Regions from separate parts of the Zea mays genome. Here region 2 is linked to region 1. A link is a contact called in public Hi-C data. All regions are on one chromosome and are shown on one strand. The core of a region is the stretch at or near the end of the contact, and the rest is flanking DNA. Distances in the headings are between cores, read along the strand shown.

Evidence for each region. A called contact is a pair of places that touch in the nucleus more often than the background predicts.
Region 2: a Hi-C map of ear shows a contact between it and region 1, with 4 times the contacts expected there. The contact joins the promoter of LOC100191889 here to the promoter of LOC100383526 in region 1. A contact is called at or near these places in 5 of 25 Hi-C or Micro-C datasets (bundle sheath, ear, leaf and 1 more).

Annotation. Positions count from the first base shown.
Region 1 is chr3:185,050,362-185,057,044 of Zm-B73-REFERENCE-NAM-5.0, forward strand. LOC100383526 (Protein HESO1) reads right to left here and starts at 2,593. Exons shown (of 9, transcript NM_001176174.1): 1 at 2,471-2,593; 2 at 1,815-1,974; 3 at 931-1,092; 4 at 502-686; 5 at 324-419. The coding sequence starts at 1,965.
Region 2 is chr3:185,244,901-185,251,583 of Zm-B73-REFERENCE-NAM-5.0, forward strand. LOC100191889 reads left to right here and starts at 3,279. Exons shown (of 1, transcript NM_001371770.1): 1 at 3,279-5,438. The coding sequence starts at 3,609. The coding sequence ends at 5,060.

The sequences.
Region 1 (6,683 bases), core at 1,343-3,842:
TGTTGTTTGGTTGCACGTGGAATTGAGATTTGGAATTAGAGGCCCAATTCCCTGGAATTGGACTATGACTAGAAACCCCCTCTCCCAATACAAAGCCTCGCCCCACGGTATTGCGTGGAATTAGACCGCACAATTCCAAACTCCAATTCAGTGACATCCAAACAATAGAATTGGAATTACATCTCATTTCAATACCATGTATGATTTGGTATTCAACCCAATTCAATTCCATCCTCTCCAATATCGACGTCCAAACGTAGCATTAGTGAAACCATAAATAAGTAGGAACACATAGAGAGATACTTAGGTATAAGAAACAACACCTGAAAATGATAGAGGACAAGTAGGCAAAGCGAATAAGAGTTGAGGGTCCCGCTCTTTGGATCGTTAATGTTTTGTGCTTTTGCCCATTCCTTGATCTGGAAGGAAAGATGATGATGAGCATTCAGGTTACCCAACAAAAATTGTGGCAGCAAAAACTCTTAGCTAACTAGAACATACCAGCAAAACCATATCACCAAACCGCTCATCTACAGTATTGACCCAGTAGAAGATTTTGGACTTAATTCGACCAGCAAAGTTGCCAATTGATATATCACAGGAGATGCCAAATTGCTTGCTCACATATTGAAGGACTGGAACTCTTGCATGTGGGATGAACTGCATCTGCATGTATCCAGTAACACCTGAATAAATAAAAGGAAGAAAACCAAGTGTAAATGAGAAAGTTTTGTAATAGTTATGGAGATATGTCAATGGTGGTTCCTATCATAGTGAATCAAGCAACCATGGAACAAAAATATCACTCTTTAGCCACAAAGTCCAGGATAACACAAGTATATCATGATGCTTAAAGTTATTTCATGAATGCTGAGTGTGCAGTATGATATGGATATTTATCTATCTTGAGAGCACTATAACAAAGATTACCTCGACTTAGTAAAGCTTTCCTAACATCTCTCAAGGCATTCTGCTTCTTTTTCTTGTTTATTGGGTGGTTTGAACCATTCCCAAACTGAACTGACAAATCTAAGTCACCTGATTTTGAGTAAAGATCTGATACAAAAGACCCAAACGGTTTGACAGCAGCACCTGTTAAAGGAAAAGTTTAAAATCCATTAAAGAGAGACATAAAAATATTATAATTATTAAATGTATTAACTTTTCCTGTGTCATCAAGATACCCCAAATACCGATGCATTTGTTAAGAATAGTACAAAGCGGGGGGAAAGAAGCTTCTCAGCTTATTAATGTTTGCAGCTCCATTCTAGTAATACAGACACTTTTAATTTCACCATCTAGCCCAGTACTGGGTAAGGATAAGGATGGTATTGCACTATAGCATGAAACGAACTGTTGCGTACTGCCATAGGCAACTCGTATAATGCCATTGACAACAGAGGCTCCAGCAGTGAGGTTATCATTGTTTGTCACATTTCGTGCAAATAAACCTACCCTTTCAGAAATATGAATTTCACAAGCTTACCAATCCTCATGTAGTCACATTTCCATATTATATTGTTCAAACAGTTCAGGTCGAATTTAATCTCTTCATGAACACAACGGAGATTGAGATTTAACTTCCACGTGTATATTCTACTATAAATAACTATTCCTTTCAGTAATCTACCACAAAATCCACAATACAATGGTCACATGCAGGGAAAAACATCTTCAGTACCACAGCCAATGTATGATCATGCTTAAGTGTCAAAAGTGACATAATTGCACCTTAACTAACATCAGGGGTCACAGGTGGAAATTGAAATACAGTTAAGAAGGTCTCAATTGAATCAGAATCAGATAAAAGTTACCTGACAGAGATGCAAGAGAATGGATACAATTTTCCAGCTCCTGAATTGTGGATAACCGCTTGCTTCTATCATCCTCTACTGGTTTGATTAGTGCAAGGATGTCCTTGATACACTTGTTCAGCACAATATTGTCATGAACAGAATCAACCATGATGAAATCCTGCATCCATCAAGTAGCATTCATTCAAATAAGAATAAGGAGCGGAAATTGATGTTGCATGGACACTGCTGAAGAGAAGGGTATTGGGGCTTGGGAGACAAAAACCAAATTGCAGTGCGTGAAAACTAAGGGTGCGTTCGTTTGTGCCGGATTTGGCCAAGAATCATTCCAGCTCATCGACTCTTATATAAATTAGACAAACAATCCAGCTAAGAATTATTCCGGGTGCTCAATCCACTGGAACCGAACAGGCCCTAAATGTCTAAAGAAGCATTGCGTCACTGAATACGGATGGTTCCATATGTCCTCGCAGGGCGGACCCACCAATATAGCCGATAATTTTTGCCACAAAACAAAGTTTGTAGAGATAATACATGCATACAGTTACACTTATTAGATCAGACCCGAATGCAGAAAGCCAAATAGCTCAAAATTAGGGTTTGGGTGATCCGTTTTACACAGGAGGAAGGCAAGAGAGGGGTGCGGGCGGGCATACCTGGTGTGGTGGGTGCTCGTCGCTGGCAAAGGGTCGGACGAAGACCTGGGCACCTGGAGTACGGCGGCGGCGGCGGCGGCGGCCAAGGGCCTGTACTGTTCAGTCGCCTGACCCCGTTGATGCAGATAACGGCGGAAACGTGACTCGAGACTCGAGTCGAGGTCTAGTATTGATCTCGGCCTCTCGGGCCAGGCGAAGTTGGAACGGGTAAACAGCAAAACTGGTATTTATAATGATGTGCGGGTGCATGAGCACATGAACTAGGCGGGTACGGCTCTTTTGCTTCTAACTACTTCCATTATTATATTCGTTATTATAGCATCTTCAAGAATTTTCAAAACCCACTTTAATCTTGACTTTTTGGTTAATTAAAAAAACTTTCCTCAACAACTATTTATCTTAAGTAGGGTGATTTGACTGAGTAATTTAAAAATAGCTTAGGAGATATTTAAAACGGTGGAAGAAAAATTAATAAACATGCTACTTATTTTTAACAGCTTGCAAATTCATTAATTATCTATTATATTTTATAGAAATTATTGGACATATGTCTCTCCGGTGTGTCCCCATGCGGCACCGACACCAAACGGATGAAGTTCTTTTGGCCTAGCCGATAAAGAGCGAGAGTCATCTACTACAAAGATAAACCTGCTATTCATATGTTTCTCCTTCATCTATGGCTGAACATAGTAGAGCTGAAGTGATATAAACTAAATTCTAATATCGTCTTCAATTTCACATCATGTGTCCTTCCATGTGGTGATATTGGGATTTCAAAAGAAAATAGATGATTTATTCTCATTTTTGGCATAACATTTCCCTCTTTCAGAAACTCGCACGACGTGCTATTGGCTAAGCAGTAGAGCATGTCTTTAATAATTATGTCGGTGTGTCTAGGCTGTAAGAATTTCCAGGAACATGGATAGTTCAATATGCTCATTAGTGACTAGCATAAAGATGATTGTTTTCAAAATAAAACCTATTAATTGATGTTGGGCTAAACCTTAGTAAGCATGAATGGTGTATCAAAAGCATCCCCCTCAACCTCCTTCCACGCATTTTAGCCATCACACTAGTCTTCTCATCCTCGAACCACACTGGCATACTCTATAATCAATGAAGACAACTCTTGGTCGTCCATTCCTTAATGCCCTCAAACTAGACCTTAACATGTTAAAGGGGAGAAGATCACACAACTTTCACATGAATTTGAATAAGTATATTGTCACATAACATGATTGAGTATAATAGGATTAGTGATAATATTATAACACATATGTTAGTGCTCCAACAACAAAATTGGACAACAGACAAATCTTATATGTAGTCGCATGAATATAGTATAATAGCTTTGTTGTTGGGATAAGTGCACTCTAGTCCTAGGTTTTAAACTTATCAAGATTCCCACTTTTGCCCAATGAGTCTCAAAGTGAATATTCATGTCCTTAACTTTTAAGAGCCTTGGTCTATGTGAGAAGTCAATGATTGGATATATGAGTTTGAGTATGTTCCATGTCAGATCCGCAGTTTGCATGCTAAAATAATTGTCCTTGAGACTTCTTTAGAATATAAGGGAAGAGACATAGATGTGTTCACCAAATTTATTCATAGAGCCAAAGATACTCACCTCCAAGACTTCCATAGATTTATTAGAATTATTATTGAAGCTCTACCAAACAAGTATGCCTATATGTGCAAATTTCTCTTGCTCCAAGATGACACTAATTTACTTATTTTGGTAAAAAAAATATATGTTATCCATTTTATGATTTTTATAATAAATTTAGTGTTGGGACCCCTTTTAATTTTGTCCATCTATATATATAACTTTTGTGAGGATTACCACCACTATATTTGTTATAAAAAATACTTTCATAATATATAAATTATTTATTTAAGATATTACATTATGCATATATATTGATATCAAAGTTGGAATGTAACTTAAAATAATATGTTGAGGAAGTATTATATTGAATCAGTGCGCTACAGTTTGAATTTTGAATGATAGGTTCCATAAGAGCAACTCCAACGGTTTCCAATATTCAATCCCTAAACTATATTATAAGGAAAAAGGAAAAATAAAGCTCCAACTGATCCCTATGCCATCTCCCAATCGGGTCACACGTTCACACGCTAGAACTGAGCTTCGTGTTGCGAATATTTGAGATGGCGTCTTCGCTCCCAATCACCAAAATTTGCTTTTTCCCACGCCATCCTCCTGCCTTCGCGCCTCCATCGGGACGGTTTGGCGTGCGTGGTGTGGTGGTGAACAAGCGACCAAAGGCTTCCATCGGGTGCCGCTACACGCTTCTCTACTGCGACATCCATGAATACTAGAAGCGTCGTGTCTCTAACGAAGGGAACGAGGTCGCCGACGAGAAATCAATCCGCGGCGAACGAAGGTGTTGAGATATGTGAATCAAGTTCTTCCGTGCCAACTAGAGTTCTTGACTGCATCTTCCATGTACTTGTCGTACCGCCGTGTGTGGCTAAATCGCGAGGGATGTTTCCATGTTGAATTATTTCATAGAAGTTCTTTTCAATGGAACCAGGATATTATAGCTCATTGTTGAGTGACGAAAATAATGACTTTTTGTTGGAAGACATCAATAATTGTACTGAGCAACAACCATCACCACATTGTATAATTACTTTCATACCAATTGTATAATTACTTTCATACCAATAAGACCTTTGAATCAGCTCGGATCAGAGCTCAATATCACATCGATGGGGATCTATTCTGGAGAATGTAAACAAGTTTTGTGGCTGCATATCTGATATTGGAGGCAGAAGGCAAAGTGGTGTTACCTTGCAAAACAAGGTAATACTTCTTAATTTTCATATCACTTATTTGATTCTTAGAGTTGTTTAAAGTAGCAATGACCAAGTTAATCTTGTGTCACATGTATAGATTGTTCAAGCGTGACTTTGTTTAAGGTTAGAGACAAAGACAACAAATCATTCCAATTTATGCATTGCTGGAACTTATTGCCTAATCAACCGAAGAGGAATGAGAAGCGCAAGCAATTGGATGATATGAAAAAATTATGAAATAAAAAACAAAAGGCTACATTTTAATCAAGTCCTGGTTCAACCATTCATGTTTTTGATGAAACTACTAGTTGTACTGTAGTTGCGAATACTTCAGTAGAGGTTGAAGCTTCTAAGAAACCAAATGGAATAGAAAATCTAAAGAAGCATTGCGGAGAGGTGGAGATTCTTACATGGAGGCTTCAAGGCATTTTTGGGAAAAGAAGGAGGTTGATGGAGAGAAAGAAAAGAAAAAGGAGGAAAGATTCAATCTGTCATATGAACTAGAGAAAGAGAGGCTTCAGGTTGACCATATTAGGGCTGCTGCAGAACAATTAAGGGGCACAAATGAGGCAAAAAAATATAGAGGTAAAGGAAAACGAGGTACAAATGAAAAGAATGTTAGAGGAAGAGAAGGTTATGACAATAGACATCAGTTCAATGTCTGAACATCTTCAGCAGTTCTACAACAGTTTACAAAATGATATTATTGTTCGATGTGTTGCTAAAGGAACCATCAACTTGCATTAGGTGAGTACTTGGAGTTTTCAACTTGCTGTATTATTTCCTTAGGTACTGATGCCCAGCTCCTTTTATTTATATGGTCATTTGCACACCTACAGATGCAAGCTTCAACAACGAGGAGATGACAAGCTACATCATGTTTTATTGAACCAGTGGATCCTTGTTTCAGTTGATAAGTGAGACACCATATCTTTGTTTTAGTTTTCCAGAGAACCATATACAATTGTATCAGTTATATATGTGATGAATACTGAACCGCCAGTTTTTTATTTGTTTAGAGAACCATATGCATCATGTTTTAGCACAAAATCGGTTGTTTCAATTGATAAGTGAACCACAGGACGATTGCTTCGGTTTATAAGTGAGCCACCATTTTTAGTCACAAAGTTCTTGTCAGTGTTAATATCTAGTGTTGATATCTGAATATAGTATGGTGCTCTTGTCATCCTTGTATCGATTGTGTTCGGTGAACAGGCTGCACATGGTGAAACCAAGCAGACATGTGAATTAAGTTCAGAAATTTCAGGGTGGTCTACATTGTCAGTACAACCAGTACAAAAAAGTGATTCCTTCGCTAAAACACTGAAAGTGAGCAAGCACTGCTATACAACCAATTGTGTTCCCTGCTCCAGCTTGCATATATGAGGGCTAG
Region 2 (6,683 bases), core at 2,029-4,528, 200 kb after region 1:
TCATCTCCAATTTTCCTCTTTTGCCAGTGCAGACAATAGTTTTTGGCGAAGACCTCCACAGAAGGCTGATCGCCGTACGAAGTCACCGCCCAGACATACTTTGCCAAGGCAACCACGGCGTTTGGTGTCAGCTGGTGGACCTAGACGTCGAACCTCCGCAGGACCTCCGCCACGAAACGATGCGCCGGTAGGCGAAGGCCGGCAATAAAGAATGCCTCGAACACAACCAACTCGCCCTCAGGCTCAGGAATCTCCTCAGCACCCGGGACGCGCCCAACACCATCACCAAAGTACCCCAGCTGCTGCATCTCCTGCACGCTAACCGAGGAAATCCTCGAGGTGCCGAACTCCACTGTGTGATCCGGCTGCAATTCCATCACCACCAAATCGCTATGGGTATCCTCGGACCACAGATCGGTCGATGATGCGCTCGCAGCAGACGAGGAAGAAGACATTACTACGTACCGTCGACGGCGGCGCACGGTTTGCTTGACGCGGGCCAGATCTCCAAAGCAGAAGAACAAGGAGGGCAGGCGAGCGGGCGAGTGGTTTGAAAAAGTTAGGGTTTTCCAGCGCACGCACGGGAAAGAAACAGTCTCGGCCGCACCGCCTTTTATAGAAAGGGCACGACACGTCGGGAACCACGCAGTCCAACAGTGCCACGTCCATCAATGGTCACCTCAAAAAATCCTGCGGGACCACTTTGAGCGAGGGCAGCGTCTCCACCATCTAGCGACGTCTTCGACACCAAATGACTTAATCGAACTGGTCCCTCGGAGGGCAAATGTTGGGGCGAAGGCGAAGATGCTACCCTTCGCTCCATGCCTTCGTCGATTCGCTACACCATCGAAGACCGCGCCCTTACGAGCCGAGGGTGCCCCACTGGACGAAGACCTTCGTGGTCAGCCTTCGTCCTCTCCAACGCAAGACGATGGCAAGGCTCCGTCGAAGTCCGCCAATCCCACGTCCTCGTCGCGTCCGGAGGCCCATGTAGGATTCGGCCCACTGTTACGGGCCCCGCACGGATAAGCGTGTTATGGGCCACATCTGTAATAGCCTTTTCTGTAATGACGGTCTGTAACCTCCCCTTGTGGGAATATTCTGAGGATAGTCCGGGTACCCGAGGGCATAAACGTCCTTGCCAGGGGACGGTGGGCACTCGGGTGCCTATAAATACCCCTGTACAGTGTCCTCTCGTGGCCAGATTAACAAAGCTATTATCGCCCCACGTCAAATTTTGCAAACACTCTTTCCACTTTACCGTTGGATCAACTTGTCCACGAGAGCAAGTTCCAATAGAGCTAACGAACCAAATGCCTCGAACAACCGCCATCCAATACGGATTTGTCGTCCATGCTTTGCATCGAAAGGCCACCGACTATCTCTATCTCGTTCCCAACTGGCCTAGCTCTGACGACACAGTACACGCTCAGCTTCAAATGGAGCTACAATATAATGCTCGCTAAGGACCCGTCGGAAGCGCGCGACGACCTTGTAGCTCATCATTCCCGAGGAAGCACTTCAAGCCACTTGGTACAAAAATAGGTGCTCCTCCTCTTGGCGGAACATATGACGATTCAGTGTATATAAAGTAACGCCACATATTTATTATTTAATATAACTTTTGTACAAAAATAGGTAAACAAAATACATCATATGATGACAATGATCCTCCACAACCATAGTTGACTGGGAAATGACGACCTAGACTTCTCTGAACTCATCTTCACGGTGTTCCTCCTCTTGGCGGTACCTACTCTTGACTTGGCGTGATTATAGCAAGTGTGAGCTCCCATACGGTCATCACTCAGCAAGAGTGGGGGAAAGTGTGTATGAGCTCATTTATGGTTGGGGCTCAAGTGAGGCTTCCAAGAAAAACGGTCGAGGCTGAGCATAGCTTTTAACTTTGTTGGTCAAAATTTTATTAGCAATTACTAAGTATAAGTAATGCCAATCCAATTAAATAATAGATCATAAATGGTAATCCCACCATGTCATGCATGATAGGTTAAATTTAATTCCATCATTTAATCATATGAGTGTCTGAGCCGCTCTTGACCGTGGGCACGACTGATATACCAGTTTTACACTCTACAGAGGCTGCACATCTTTAACCACAAGTCGTGTTACCTATTTTTCATAGGGATCGCGACTTCCCATTGATCTCTACTGAGGAGACGAGGCAGAGTCCCACTACAAGGACTATCCAAAGTTCCACTACTATGGAAAAACCCGCTACGGATTCAGCAAAAGGAAGCATATGCCTTTTTCCACGAACTGTAAACCCATCGTAGTAATTACCGTCAACACCATGCTTGCGTGACTCACTCCCTGCTTTCCCCTTTCAGGTAAGGATCACTCATCATCAATCCAAAATTCCAAACTATAACGGACAAGTCAACCTTGTGTTCTCAATCATATCTTCCCATTCTTCCGTAAAATATACATTAGTCATAATAATCTTGTAATGTCATTAATTATTAGAACTAATTAACTAAACTAGGAGTAGATGTGTCTATTTGCATATGCAAAATATTCAACCGAAAGCTCGTTTTTGGTGCCTTCGTGCATATGCAAATATTCAACCGAAATCTCGCTGTGGCCATGTGCTCTAGCTTCGAGGGATTTACGCAGAGACCAGAAGGCATGGCGATAACGTTAACGTATGTGAACGCATCCATGCCCTAGCTAGCTATGGATCCACTCGCGAAGCAAGTGACGTCCACGCGCATTCGGGTTTGAACGAGAACGCATGGTAAAACCTCCGGATTCCCGCCGTTCTTGCAGACCGCAACCATGTCTAATGTGTGTTGGTGTTGCAGCATTTACATTTCAATAAAACAGGACCCAAATCCGTCTTTTTTTTTGGTCTCAGAATCAAGTTTCGGTCGCACACAGAGCATTGTTGTAGTGGTAGAAACGCTCAAATCCAATGGGTTAAGCAACTCTACTTTCTACGTAACCTCGGACAGTGTTAAAATAACACGGGCTCGCGAACCCCACACCCGACCGATCCCTCCCGGGAATAAACAAGACAAAGCCGGCGCTCCCCAATCAAACGCCCCGGCCCCAACCAACGCTGCGTCATCTGGTAAGCGCGCGCCTACCATTCGGACCAGGCATTCCCACGGGGCGACCGTGTCTTCTTCCTCGTGCTTGGCTAGTTACACGCACCATCGTCGTCGCCATCGCTACCCCTGCCTCCTTCCCCGTCTGTTTATATCTACTCCCTGCAGGGGCAGCAGCAATAAGTTCGCGGTCGCCTTTCTCTCCTCTCTGCCCCCATCGCAAAAGAGCTAGAAGCCAGAACAGCACAGCACCACGAGCGCCGATATATAAAGAGGCTCCGTCACCCGTACCGAATTACCAACCCAACCAGACCTGTACGGGGCTCAAAACCGCGTGGAGGATCGTGGGGTACCAGCGAACAGCACCAGCGAGGCCTCGGCCGACAGCGCTGGAGCTCCCTCTACCTAGCTGCCCAGCGGAATCTCTTCTTCATGTCCGGTGGTATAACAAGCCATTGAGGAGAGCCGGCGGAGCTTCGATCAGGCAGGGCGGAGCGAGAAATTGAGCTGAGAGAGAGGGGGATTCATCATAGTTCACCCATGGTTGTGCTTATGCAGAAGCCGTGGCTGCCCGTCGACCTGCGGCTGCCGGCGGGGCCGCAGGCGTCGCTGGGGATCCTGGCGTTCGAGGCGGCGGCGGCCATGTCCAAGCTGCTGTCGCTGCACCGTTCATTGTCGGACCCGGAGGTCTCCCGGCTGCGGTCCGACGCCATGCGCTCGCCGGGCGTAGCGTACCTCAACTCCACCGACCAGGCGTTCCTCCTCAAGCTGGCCTGCGCCGAGCTGGTCGTGTCGCTGGACACCGCCGCCGCCGCCGTCGCGCGCCTCGGCCTGCGGTGCGGCCTCGACTTCGGCGGCGTGTACGCCTGCCTCAAGGCCGGCACCCCCGACGCGCGCCTGGACCCGCTCCTGGCCAAGGGGCTCAGGGTGAAGGCCAAGAAGATGGAGCGCCTCGTCGCCGCCACCGCCAAGCTCTGCTCCGAGATGGAGACGCTCGACGAGCTGGAATCCGCCGACCGGAAGTTGAACGTCCGGGGCTGGAGTCGACTCAGCGGCCCGATCCCGCAGCAGCCACAGGCGGCGGCCCAGCAGCAGCAGCAACAATTGACCGGGGATTCACCTGGCGCGGAGTCGCTCCGGCAAGAGCTCAAGACGCAGCAGCTCAAAGTGAAGCGCCTCAAGGACGAGTCCCTGTGGAACCAGAGCTACAAGAAGGCCGTAGGCCTCATGGCGCGCGCCGCCTGCGCGCTGTTCGTCCGCATCTGCTCCATCTTCGGCCCATTCGTCGCTGGCCTCCCGCCGCCGCTGCCGTCGGCCAGCACGGACAGCGTCCAGACCCGGCTGTCGAAGCTGCTGCACCCGCGGTCGGCGAAGGCGAAGGCGTCGTCCGGGCCGATCACGCGTCGGGACGGCCCGTCCCGCGTGCACCCGCCGATGAGCAACTCGTGCCCGATCATCGGGCGGCACCCGCCGGGCCAGAAACCCCCCACCAACTGGCGCAAGGTCCTGGACGCGCCGCCCAGCACCGTCGGCGGCGCGGGGCTGGACCAGCAGTACGCGAACGTGATCGCGTCCGCGGAGGAGCTGCTGCGCATGGAGGCCGAGGGCCGCCAGGAGGAGGCCTCCGCGGAGCGCGCCGAGATGTACGAGATGCTCCCGGCGAAGCTCCGCGCGGCGGTCCGGTCGAAGCTGCGGGAGTGGTGGCGCGACCCGGGCCCGCTGGACGAGGGCCTGGCGCGCGGGTGGAAGGACGCGGTGGACCGCATCATGGCGTGGCTGGGTCCGATGGCGCGCGACACGGTGCAGTGGCAGGCGGAGCGGAACATGGACCGGACGCGCCGGTTCGACGGCGCCCCGCGCGTGTACGCGCTGCAGACGCTGCGGTGGGCGGACAAGGACAAGGCCGAGGCGGCCATCGTCGAGGTGCTCGTCGCGCTGAGCTGCATCTGTTGGTACGAGGAGCGCCGGCGAGGCTCCGTCCGTCTCGGTTGAACCATTCAACGCATTCTTTCCCCTCGCTCGATCAGATCGGTCGTGGCGGGTGGCCGTTTCTTCCTCTTCTCTCCTGCGTTTGTCAAATATTTGATTTGAAGAGTTGATTTTTTGAGCCGGTAGTAGAAGAATTAGAAGTTAGAACGGGGTGGTGATGCGTTGAACGGGTTAGGAAGGAAGGAGACACAGCAGCAGCAGCAATACTTGAAACGAAATCGATGGTTGGTATGCGCGTTGGGGTGGCTGTCAGCGGCGTGACGCCGACACGTGGGGGCCTCGCTTCCCACTCTCCCGTCGGTCTCACGCCAGTGACAGAGTCCGGTGTACAACACAGCGTCACGAGGATTGTGTAATATATATACTACGATTGATTCTTTGAAATTCGTCCCGTCTGAGTAGAGTATGTAACCCGCTGTTGCTTTTTTCCTTTCTGCTGCCTCCCAACAATTGACAAAGTAATCCTAGCCTCAAAATCTGTATCAACAACGAACAGAATAATTGAACAAAGTTAGGTCTTGTTCGGTTATTTCTATTATACATGAATTGAATGTGATTGAAAAAAATTTAGAAGAATTTTAACTTACTTGTGATTTAAACCTACTCAATCCCACATAATTCATATAGATTGAGAGCTAACCGAACAAACCCTAAGTTGGACCAGGCTAGGTATCCGGCCGCCCAACTAACGACACCCCTTTTTTGGTTAGAAGGAAATTGAAGGGAACTGAGAATCGGTGGGGAAATTAAGCCATTTCTCTCTTAACCCCTTTTAATCCTCTTCTAACCAAACAAGCCTTTAGTGCATGCTAAAATTATTAAAGCCGATTAGTCCGTTAATTACACACACCACACATCTAAAGGCGGGTTACCGCAAAAGAGGCGCATCTAGGTCATGTTTCTTGTGGTACTAATGTACATTGTATGTATGCTCTTTTAACTCTAACGCACATCAAACTTTTGTCTTGGATCCACAACACAAAACAGGTAAATTAGGGTGGGTTTGGTTGCAATGACAACACGGGGCGGGATGGAACGATCCATCAAATAAGGTTATTTGGTTCAGAGTCAAGGGTTGGGACATGACTATCATAATGTTGCCTCAATTGTCCTTCAAAATTGGAGGTACGAGAGATGACGCCAGAGAACGTCTCTGTCCTGTCCCGCAACCAAACATATCCTGGTTGCAATAACAGGACGGAACGATCCTTCAAATAAGTTTGTTTGGTTCAGGGTCAAGAGTTAAGACAGAACTATCCCAGTGTTATCTCCGGTTATCCCTCGAATTTTAAGGGATAAGCGAGGATACCAGGGGACGTCCCTGTACTAACTCTCCCGCAACCAAACGCACCCTTAATTTCCCCCTTAATCCCTCTGATCCTCCCTCTGATCCCGACAAGATTTGAGTTCCTAAACTATCCTTTCATTTCCTTATCCACCAAACCAGACCTCAAAGTAAAAAAAAAACGTGGCATCCCAAACCTGTTCTGGTTACTGACTGAATTCAATGCTGTGTTTACTATAACTATGTGCGGCAACGCTGATTATCAAACAGCCCAGCTTAGTAGCTTACGTCAAGATTCGTGAAGGGTATCCATCCGCCAATGATGTGAGAGAGAGGGAGAA